Regions from separate parts of the Mus musculus genome. Here regions 1 and 2 are each linked to region 3. Evidence: chromatin contacts called from public promoter capture Hi-C data. All regions are on one chromosome and are shown on one strand. The core of a region is the stretch at or near the end of the contact, and the rest is flanking DNA. Distances in the headings are between cores, read along the strand shown.

What was found. Capture Hi-C pulls out chosen DNA fragments and counts their contacts.
Region 1: a promoter capture Hi-C map of liver shows a contact between it and region 3, with 3 times the contacts expected there. A contact is called at or near these places in 1 of 39 promoter capture datasets (liver), 1 of 130 datasets of targeted methods (pancreatic cancer cells) and 1 of 9 other capture datasets (liver).
Region 2: a promoter capture Hi-C map of adipose tissue shows a contact between it and region 3, with 5 times the contacts expected there. A contact is called at or near these places in 5 of 39 promoter capture datasets (cranial neural crest, embryonic stem cells, liver and 2 more), 2 of 484 Hi-C or Micro-C datasets (muscle stem cells and uterus), 3 of 130 datasets of targeted methods (astrocytes, cardiomyocytes and pancreatic cancer cells) and 3 of 9 other capture datasets (adipose tissue, liver and pancreatic islet).

Annotation. Positions count from the first base shown.
Region 1 is chr19:4,200,070-4,203,436 of GRCm38.p6, reverse strand. Rad9a (RAD9 checkpoint clamp component A) reads left to right here and starts at 1,834. Exons shown (of 11, transcript NM_011237.2): 1 at 1,834-1,954; 2 at 2,038-2,108; 3 at 2,380-2,508; 4 at 2,858-2,972; 5 at 3,066-3,165. The coding sequence starts at 1,921. It overlaps Gm30082 (a long non-coding RNA gene), which reads right to left and starts at 1,729. Exons shown (of 4, transcript XR_388289.3): 1 at 1,639-1,729; 2 at 1,199-1,310; 3 at 999-1,053; 4 at 197-899.
Region 2 is chr19:4,124,668-4,127,925 of GRCm38.p6, reverse strand. Tmem134 (transmembrane protein 134) reads right to left here and starts at 1,966. Exons shown (of 8, transcript NM_001078649.1): 1 at 1,886-1,966; 2 at 1,726-1,884; 3 at 805-869; 4 at 287-376; 5 at 90-166. The coding sequence starts at 1,900. It also overlaps a transcript of Aip not described here.
Region 3 is chr19:5,687,056-5,690,173 of GRCm38.p6, reverse strand. Pcnx3 (pecanex homolog 3) reads left to right here and starts at 1,266. Exons shown (of 35, transcript NM_144868.3): 1 at 1,266-2,177; 2 at 2,536-2,723; 3 at 2,956-3,055. The coding sequence starts at 2,025. Map3k11 (mitogen-activated protein kinase kinase kinase 11) reads right to left here and starts at 1,043. Exons shown (of 12, transcript NM_022012.3): 1 at 908-1,043; 2 at 662-697; 3 at 1-485.

The DNA of each region.
Region 1 (3,367 bases), core at 585-3,084, 1.5 Mb after region 3:
CTATCTGTACTGCATGCCAGAAGAGGGCATCAGATCACCATGTGGTTGCTAAGAATTGAACTCAGGTCCTCCGGAAGAGCAGCCAGTGCTCTTAACCACTGAGCCATCTCTCTAGGCCCTCCTTTTTCTATTTTTTTGAGACAGGGTCTTGCTATATAGCCCAGGCTGGCCTCTCAAGTTCTCGAGTCGCTAGTGGTAGGATTATAGGCATGAGCCACCATACCTGGCTCAACACCTATTTATTGATCCTAGGCTGGGTGGGAAGTACACAGAGCAATAAACAAAACAGAAGCAGTTCCTGCCCACATGCAGCAGCCACAACAGCAGGAAGCACAAATATTAAACACAGAGGAAACTGGGACACACCATGGCTCAAAGCCTAGGGTTTTCTCTGCTGAGGGAACCTTTGCTGTTGAGCCCAGGAAGAGAAGTCAGCATGGGAGAAGCAGGCTACAGCCTTGGAAGCAGCCAGAGTGGCCGCTAAGAGCCTGGCAGGGCTATGGAGATAGGTGATCATGTGGGGTAGGAGACAGTGAAGACCTCTGTGGGACCTGGATCCTCAAAGTTCCTGATCAAGAGACTGGACTTTGCCAGGAGAGTTAAGCCCACCGGGGGGGGGGGGGGGGGCGGGTCACTGAGGACTGTGTCTGGACAGTGAAAGGAGGACAGTGGAGACAGAAGGAGGGCCACTTTGCCATCTGTTTGGGAAATGAAGCAGCCAGAATCCACCGAAGACGTGAGCAAGTGAGGAGGAGAGGATGCTGGTAATCCCCTAACTCCCAGTCTAACAGAGAACTGGACACCTCTGCGTTGTATGCAGCTTGCCTTGGATGTGGAAAGGGAAAGCCGCCTCCTCCCCGGAGGCTCTAGGAAAGAAGCACTTGGAGAGGGAGAGGAGCCTAGAAAAACAAAGAGGGGCTAGGTAACAAACACACCCTCCCCACTACCCACAGGCCCGCAGGGGGATGGGCAAGGGTTGCTCTAGGCATTTGAACTACCTCCCAGAGCAAGGTGAATGCGTCCCAGCTGAAAATCTTCATCCTTCCACACTGTCTGGGTAATTGGTAAAATGTACATAAACCAAACCCCGCGTAGTACTTAAGCCTTCCCAGGGCTTCCCAGTTCATCCCTTCAGCTCTGCCTCCCCACCCCTTACCGCACAAGGCTCGGGACACCCCATTCACCCATATTCGCCTACCCCCATTGTGCTTCTGCTTCTGCCCCTCCTTCTGACAAGTCCATCCTTCCACCCTTTTCTGTCCCAGAACCTTCTCATCTTTCCATGTATTTACGAAGGTCAGTGAAGGATCCTGAAAGCAAAATGAACAGCCCCTTCTCATCGCTCTTGAAGCGAGTTACGTTTTTTGAGGGGAGCTGGTGGTTGCTGCCACAACAGAATCCCCAGCCCAGATTGAGCGCGGACTATCTTGATTTGACCCTGTAACCCCACACACTAAAGTTAGCGACCCGGGAGGGTCTACACTTCCCACGTTAGGGCTCTGGTCCAGAGCTCGATCCTTGGTGCAGACACCTTGCTCCTCCATCTAGTATGCCCTTCACCTATGCCCAGTGCAGCCCAGTGGAGCTGCAGAGCTCTGCAGGGTGTGCAGGGCTCGGGTTCGGGTGGGAGAATCAGACCTGAGGAAGGACACAGGAGCAAGCCCTCCGCAGTCACGTGACCCGGGCCACACCCAATGAACCGACTAGATCACGTGACACCGAGCTTAGGAACGTTTTTCTCACGTGACGGAGAAACCCCGGGTGAACCAATAAGGAAGCGGAGGCCAGGCCGGCAGCGGGGAGGGGACGGTGCGCGGGAAGGGAACTTTAGGCAGTCGTAGTAGCTGCTGGGACTCATTATATGTCCTATCCCGTCCCGGTTCGTGTGCAAAACAAGCTCGATTTTTGTGCTTATGTACTATGAAGTGCCTGATCACCGGGGGCAACGTGAAGGGTAAGTTTGGACCTACCTTGCAGCAGACCACGTGAGCAAGCCCCAGGAGTCCCCCTAACCACTTTCTGTTCTCCTCCCCGCAGTGCTGGGCAAGGCTGTCCATTCGCTATCCCGAATCGGGGACGAGCTCTATCTGGAACCCTTGAAGGACGGGGTAAGGGACTGGGACGCAGGGATGGGGGCGGATTCAATGGTGAATGGGGAGCCTAGGCTTGGTGTTCATTCGGCCTTACAGGGATGGTGGACAGATATTCCGGCGCAGTTTATTATCTCTTGGGTTGTTCGGACATCGGCTTGGGCCCAGTCTTCTGAGGCTGCATGTCTATACAGAGGGTACTTGCTCTTCCTAGAACGCCTAGTGGCAGGCAAGGTGGGGCTAAAGTAACTTAAGGGAAAAGCAATTTTGCCTGCTTTTTGTGTCTCAGCTCTCCCTACGGACTGTGAACTCGTCCCGTTCTGCCTATGCCTGCTTCCTTTTTGCCCCACTCTTCTTCCAGCAGTACCAGGCGGCTTCCCCTGGTCAGGACCTGCTGCGCTGTAAGATCCTGATGAAGGTAAGGGCCACCTGAAGCAGCTCCACAGCTGTGCCTCTGTGCCAGGTACTCAGTAAATGATGAGTTTGACTAGGGAGTTAGTCTCATATGGGAGCTATTCCATGCAACATGCAGTGAGGTAAAGATGTTTAGACCGTAGAGGGCTATCTAAGATCTGTGGAGAGGGTGGTGACATTGGTCAAGAAAAGGTTAGTGGCCCTTCCCAGCAAAGAGACCAGCATGGGCAAGGCAGCATGGGAGTGTGCAGACACCACAGCTTTGTGGGGCCAGTGATGGGGCCAGGGCCTACATGGGATGTAGAGCTGGGCCGTGGAAGCAGTGTGCCAGACTGATGTCCTACCCTGCCCAGGCCTTCCTGTCCGTCTTCCGCTCTCTGGCAATTGTGGAGAAGTCTGTGGAGAAGTGCTGTATCTCCCTCAGTGGCAGCCACAGCCACCTGGTGGTCCAGCTCCACTGCAAGTATGGTGAGCAAGCGGCCTGCCCAAAGAGTTCCTCTGTGGGTGTGGAGGCAGTGGCAGTGGAGGTTGCCAAGCCCTGAGACCATTTCCCTTATCCAGGGGTCAAGAAGACACACAACCTCTCCTTCCAGGACTGTGAGTCCCTGCAGGCTGTCTTCGACCCAGCCTCATGCCCTCACTTATTGCGCACCCCAGCACGGTAAGCACCCCTGCTTCAAACTTCGCCTGAGTCTCTCCTACCTTTAGGGCTTTAATGTCATTCTAGGAATGCTCCATTTTCAGCAGGCCTGGCTAGCCTATGCCTGTCATCGTAGCAGTTCTTAGATTGAGGTGGGAGGATCAGAAGTTTCTAGGAAACTTCACTGGGAAGGCCATTGAGTTTCTAGGTAGCCTAAGCAGTG
Region 2 (3,258 bases), core at 717-3,216, 1.6 Mb after region 3:
CTCAGTACCAACAGGGAGGCCTAGGGTGCTAAGGTGCTTCAGAGCCTGCTCATAGGAGGGAGGAAGTTTTAGGTCCTTAGGACACTCACCTAGCCCCAACAGCAGAAGCAGGAAGGAGGCCAGCACTACCCGGCGGTTTTTCTGGATCAAAGGATGTTGGGTCCAGCTGGGTGGCAGGAGAGCAAGACGGAGGTCAAGGAGGTGAAGCAGGCAGGGAGCTGGGGCTGGCTGGCAGGCAGAAGCAGAAGGTACTTGGAAGCTGAACCCCAAGTGAGGAGGCTCTCACCTGCAGCAGGCGTTGTAGGAGCGCTGTGTGCTGCTGCTGATGGTGCTGAAGGACCACTGCGAGCTGCGGACAGACATGTGCCCAGAATCCCTGAAGGACAGAAGGATGGTGAGGGGGCAGGGAAGATAAAGAGAGGGACAGAAGCTGAGAGATAAACTCAAGGTGTATCTAGGGACTGAGGTTAACCCCTGCAGGATAGAGGGTCCAGAAGGAGGTCAAGGGTAGGGGGTGAAAAGGAATTACAGAATAGAGTGTGTGTTAAGAGGAATGAAAGAGGGTGGGGACTGGATTAAACTGAGGATTCCTAGAAGACAGAAAGCCTGGCATTGATAAGGTGGAGGACCGGGGCACTGGGGTAAGGTGACCCAGCTGGACAGCAGATCCCATGAGAGAAGCAGGGCTAGGAATCCCTGTAAGACAGGTAAGTGCATCTGGTTGGGACTGGGCAGGTCCTTGCAGACAGGAGCCTGAGACACGGGGCCTGGGATAAGAAGGGTGGGTCCCCACCTGGCCCTGACCTGGTGCTGACTCCCCCATCCGGCTCCGGAGAGGCCTGGGCTCCGTCCTCATCATTTTCCAGGTTCTGTTACAGGACATAAGGTTCAGATAAGCTTCAGGAATGGGCCTTTCCACTGCCCTCTGGGGGGAGGAGAAAGGCAGCCTGACAGCTTCTGCCTGGCACATCTGGCAGCTGCTCTCCTGCCTCTCCCTGCCCTCCCAGCGGAACCGGTTTGATGATTCAGAAACCAAAACCTGGGTAGGAAGTAGGTGGCTGTTGGGGGCTTCAGCACAGAATCCAGCAGGGGTGGGCTGCCAGCATGGATCCCAGGAGCAGGTGACCACTCAAATGAGGCTCTCAGGATTTTTCAGGGACCCAACATAGAGACTTTGGATTTGGTATAGCATAGCACAGGCCTCTGGGTCTTACGTCCTAAAGAACGATAGGGTTGGGGGAAGCTACCTGAGACAATGATTTATGGTGTGGTTTAGTATGAAGAGATGGGCAAACACATCATGTGTGGGGACCTCCACTTTTAGGGTGATTCTCAAAGCAGAGGGGATGCGGAGGCTCCATAGGTCACGTGATCTGGGGCTCAAGGGATGCTGTAAATATCGACAAGGTCTGGTTCAGATTGGAAGTACTCCCCAAACTCCTCGGAGTGATATTGGGGTGTCAGTCTTCAAGACAGGTGGGTTCTACACTGTTGCTAAGGCCTGGGTTCCTAGTCCGAGTTTCCGGCTCTCCACAGCTGCACTGGAACCGAACTCAGAGCTCAGAGGGCAAGGACATAAATCTGGATGAGCAGACACGTCTAGGGGACAATTTTCCGCTCCGCTGGGGTCTCTAGGCAGAGGCTCCGGAGTTAGAATTCTCCGGGGCCCGGCCTGGGGTTCCGCCCTATCCTGGACAAGAGGGTGAGACGAGCAGGGCCGTTCACCTGGTAGCGTAGCCGGGACTGCTTGTCTTCATCAGCCACCTCGAACCGAGCCCGGCGTTCGAAGTGCAGCGGCCCGAAGCGGGCGACCCCGCTGGACTCGGGCTCAGGCCCCGCGTCCTCCAGGGTCAGCTCGAAGGCATCATCGATGCTAAACTGGGGGCCGGGCGGCGCTCATGGCCCCCGCCGGCCTAGGCGCCCAGCGCCGCCGCCATTTGAGCCCGCCACGGCCCCGCCCACCAAACAGGGCCCGCCCTCACAGGGCCCGCCCCGTCTCCCTGGGAGCGAAGATCTGCCCTCTACAACCGCCCCGCCCTTGCCCGCTCCTCCTCTGCAGGCCTGAGCAGCAGAATGCAGAGTTGCTTCGGGATCGCGTCAGAGTCTCGCGGGTAGCGGGACTCGCGGCGCCCCCCAGAGGTTCCCTTGGTGAGCGACAGCCCCGGCTGTGACCAGGACCGATCTAAGCTTGTGCTTGTAAGGGAGGGGGGAGGGGAGGAGGGGGGACGGAGGGACGGGGTGTGTGTGGTGTGTGTGTGTGTGTGTGTGACGGGGTGTGTGTGGTGTGTGTGTGTGTGTGTGTGTGTGTGTGTGTGTGACGGGGTGTGTGTGGTGTGTGTGTGTGTGTGTGTGTGTGGTTGCTTTCTCTGCCCAGGGGTGTGAGGTGTGTGTGTGGTTGCGTGGTGTGTGTGTGTGTGTGTGTGTGTGTGTGTGTGGTTGCTTTCTCTGCCCAGGGGTGTGAGGTGTGTGTGTGGTTGCTTTCTCTGCCCAGCAGCTCAAACCTCATGAGGTAGCCTGGATTCCAGTCCGCACTCCAGTGCCATAGAAACTCTTGGACCTGTTCCTCCATCCTACTCACCACAGCTTCCAATGGAGGGGTGTCCTTGTCATTTTTCAGATGTGGACACTGAGGCTCAGAGCTTATATTGTTTTCTCCAATTCAGAATACATGGGGCAGCTAAAGTGATTAAAAAACAATCTTTCTAGCACTGAGTCTGCATTCCCTTCTATCTTTTTTTCTTTTTTTTTTTTGGTTTTCTTGGAAGAGGAGCTCCCTATTTAGCTCACTCTGGCCTTGAATTCCTGATCTTTTTGCCTTAGCTTTTATAGTACTGCTTTCTCTTCAGTGCTCAGGAGTGTTTGGAACTGAATAGATGTATAAATAATAGTAAATATCGGTGGCAGTTTGTCAAAGTGCTACGTCTGAAATTTGAACCCATATCTTTCTAGCTTACAAAGTGTTTGCCCTCCTCCACGTCCAACCGCCCTCACATTTTATGATCTCCCATAAAGAACTGAGTCAACCCAACTTCTCATTTTATGGTTAAAGAGGCTCCTCTCTAGTTGTGGTCATTCATTCCCCCCCCCCCATTCCCTCCATCCCCATCTTCCTCCCCTCCCCTTCTTCTCCCAAGACCTGGCCTCACTGAGTTTCAACCCAGCCTGGCTCTTACGTGGCATTGTCTTCTGTATGGATGTGTTTGCAGTGTACAAACATGGGCTCCTGTATCAAGTGCATTCTGTTGTTTACATTTTTCC
Region 3 (3,118 bases), core at 17-2,516:
GAGGCCCTAGAGCCGGAACCTGGGCATCCGGGCCCTGGCCCTCAGCCCCAGACCCACGCCTCTCTGGGGAGCCAGGAGTGTCGCCTCCCGGCCCCCCGCATCTCGGGCTTTTGGAGGAGGGCACCAAGGGCAGTGTGGTCAGGCTGGAGGGGTGGGGCCCACTGGCCTCCGGCGCCTCACCATGGCTGAATTGGAGCAGCAGAGTCCCTCAGTTCCGAAGTAGTCCTGGGAACCTGGCTTCAGCGCCCGCCTACCGTAAGGTGGGGCCTGCCAGGGTCAGCGCCCGGACTCTGGTTGTTGTCTCCAGGCACAAGAGGTAAGAGAAAGTCCCCAGTTGAGCCGAAGCTACCTCTTCTTGGGCTAGTGCCTTGGGCCCCGACAGCTCCGACCCCGGTCCCTTCTTCCTCCTCCCTTTGTACTTTGGCCCCGGGGGCGGGAGGCAGAGGTGGAGGGTGGAGTTTCACTTTTTTCCGCTCTTCTCCCTCCTGCAGGAAACAGCATCAGATGACGTGGGCGGGTTGCACCGCTCCCCTCCCGGAGGCTCCCGGCAGCTGTGCACGGGAGTTCCCGGGGAGGTTGGCCAAGAGAGGTAGAAGGCGGGCCAGGTAGTTCCTCCCGCCTCCCCCGCCCCCAAACACACCGGCACAACTCTAAGCCTTACGTTAGGTGCTCCTCTGCTCACGGTCGAAGTGGATCTCTGCAAAGACAGAGAAGAATCCTTGTGTCTGAATTCTCATCAGCCAAATCACCCTTGTGATTGCCTCAAAACCAAAATCTGGTCTTGGCTACGAAGTTGCAGAGCTCTTTAAGATTCGTTCTTTCCATATATGAAATAACAAGATACCCTGCTTTTCAGTGCTAGAGGGGGATGTGAACAGAGAAGTTTGGGACTTCAAAATCGGCTTACACTTGAAGCTCTTGGAACCATTTAAAATTATCTTCCTTTCACCCGAGAGGCAAAAACCTGAAACTGTCGTTCAGAACTTTGCCCGGGATTAGATTCAGAGTTGAAGGGCCTTCAACAACCTCTTCGTTAGTTCATCACTTGTCCTGTGTCTGTTACTTTAAGAAAGCCTATGTCATCCTGTTCGACTACTCAGGCCTGATCAGGATCACTCTCTGCTTCGGCTAAGCTCTGACCCGGAAGTAGAGGCGTAAGCCAAGCGACAACCATGATTTACGGTCTCGCACTAAGGAGAGGCGGCCCAAGTCGGGGGTGTGACCCGGTAACGCAAACTGGAAGTAGCCGTGAGGAGTCCCATTCTCCAGCTTTTCCCCGCCTCCTGTAACGCATTGGAAAAGCTTTGCGCCAGTCATCAAGTCGTTACCCAATGGCGACTCACCCGGCCGTCCCATATTTTGGTGGCTCTAGAATTTGACTGCGCGCGCGCCTAAGATACCTCTGCATCCCGTCACTTCGCTACTTCTCCGCGCTTGCGCACTTCTGCCGCCAGGTTTTCCTTTTCCGGGTCCCAACAGGTTCTAACGGGCGCATGCGCCAGTGCAGGCTGGCAGCTCGCGGCTCCTTCTTCCGGCCTCCCCTTTGCGCCGGCACCGGTAGAAGCGGGGCGAACGCAGAGCCCCAAGCGAGTGACCTGCGACCCCGGAAGTGGACCTCAGGGTCCCAAGGATTTCTCCGGTCCGGAGCCAAGGGACCTATCACTGGCACTCCGAGAGCACCTATTCCACGCCCACCTCTGGATGCCGCCGACGGGTGCCCAGCCCTTGCCCTGCGCCTGCTTTCAGGCTCGGCGCTTTACAACAGTTCTGGGCCACCGGAGGGGGCCCAGGCCCCGCCTCTGATGCAGTCCCACCCCAGTATCCCGGCCTGATCCGCTGACTGCCTGGGCCGGCCCCGCCCCCTGCCTGTGCCCTCACCCTACCAATCCCCTCCCCCGTCTGGGGGAGGCCATGGCGTGAAATCTAAGTCGGACCCCGGGACCCTCGGGCGCCAGCGGGGCATGGGCCGGGGGCCGCCCCCATGAGGGTCCCGGGAGGAGGGCGTGCGCAGCAGCGGCTGGGCCATGGGGTCTCAGGTGTTGCAGATCCTGCGCCAGGGGGTGTGGGCCTCGCTCACTGGGGGATGGTTCTTCGATCCGCATCAGAGCACCTTCTCCAACTGCTTCCATCTCTATGTCTGGATCTTCTTGCTCATCTTTCCCTTCTTGCTGTACATGGTGAGAGGCTGCCACCACCTGTAACTATGGCGAGAGGGAGTGTAGTCTGGAGGGATGGGCATCTTGAGTCCTGGGGCGTGGAGTGAAGCGAGTCACTGTAGAGTTCACTGTAGAGTTTACTTTGGTTTTATATAGAGGAAAGACCAAGTCTTTTCTGCATGGAGTGACCTTGAGCGCCTCATTTAATCTACCCGGTTAAACAGAGGGCTACCCCTAACAGGGCTCTTTGTACTGTTGCATGAAGGGGTGATGAAGTTTTGTAAACCGATGAATCCTAGTTCTTTACAGTGGTGGCAGGTACACCCTCAAGGGAGCAAGGGTTTTGTGAGAAAGGATCCAACTTAACTGTCATCTCCAGGTCCTGCCCCCCAGCCTGATGGTGGCTGGAGTGTACTGCCTGGTGGTAGCTGTCATCTTTGCTACCATCAAGACTGTGAACTATCGCCTGCATGCCATGTTCGACCAGGGCGAGATTGTGGAGAAACGCAACTCTACCATGGGGGAGCAGGAAGAAGAGGCTGCCCAGGGGGAGAGCAGTCTCCCAAGGTGAGTGGCTGTGGGCTGTGTCAGGGATTGTCCTTTCTCTGTGCTTGGGATTGTGGCTGTGTCTTGGAGGATAGAGAAGGCTGAGGGGACAATGGCTCTAAGTACTTGCTGTAGTCAGGGTTAAAGCAGTCGAAGGGAGTCTTGAGGAGGAAGGGGTGTTACGGATGGCGAGAAGAAACCGTAAAGAGAGCACAGCTGAGAGCTTCTGCTCAGCTCTTCTTCCTGTTTGCAGGGACCCTGGTGTGGAGATGACGGTGTTCCGGAAGGTGAGCTCCACGCCCCCTGTACGCTGCAGTTCCCAGCATTCTGTGTTTGGCTTCAACCAGGTTTCGGTGAGTAGGCTCCCCTCGCCGCTGTCCTGGGAGTCAGCCCCTGGTGTGGGCCTGCTCCCAGCC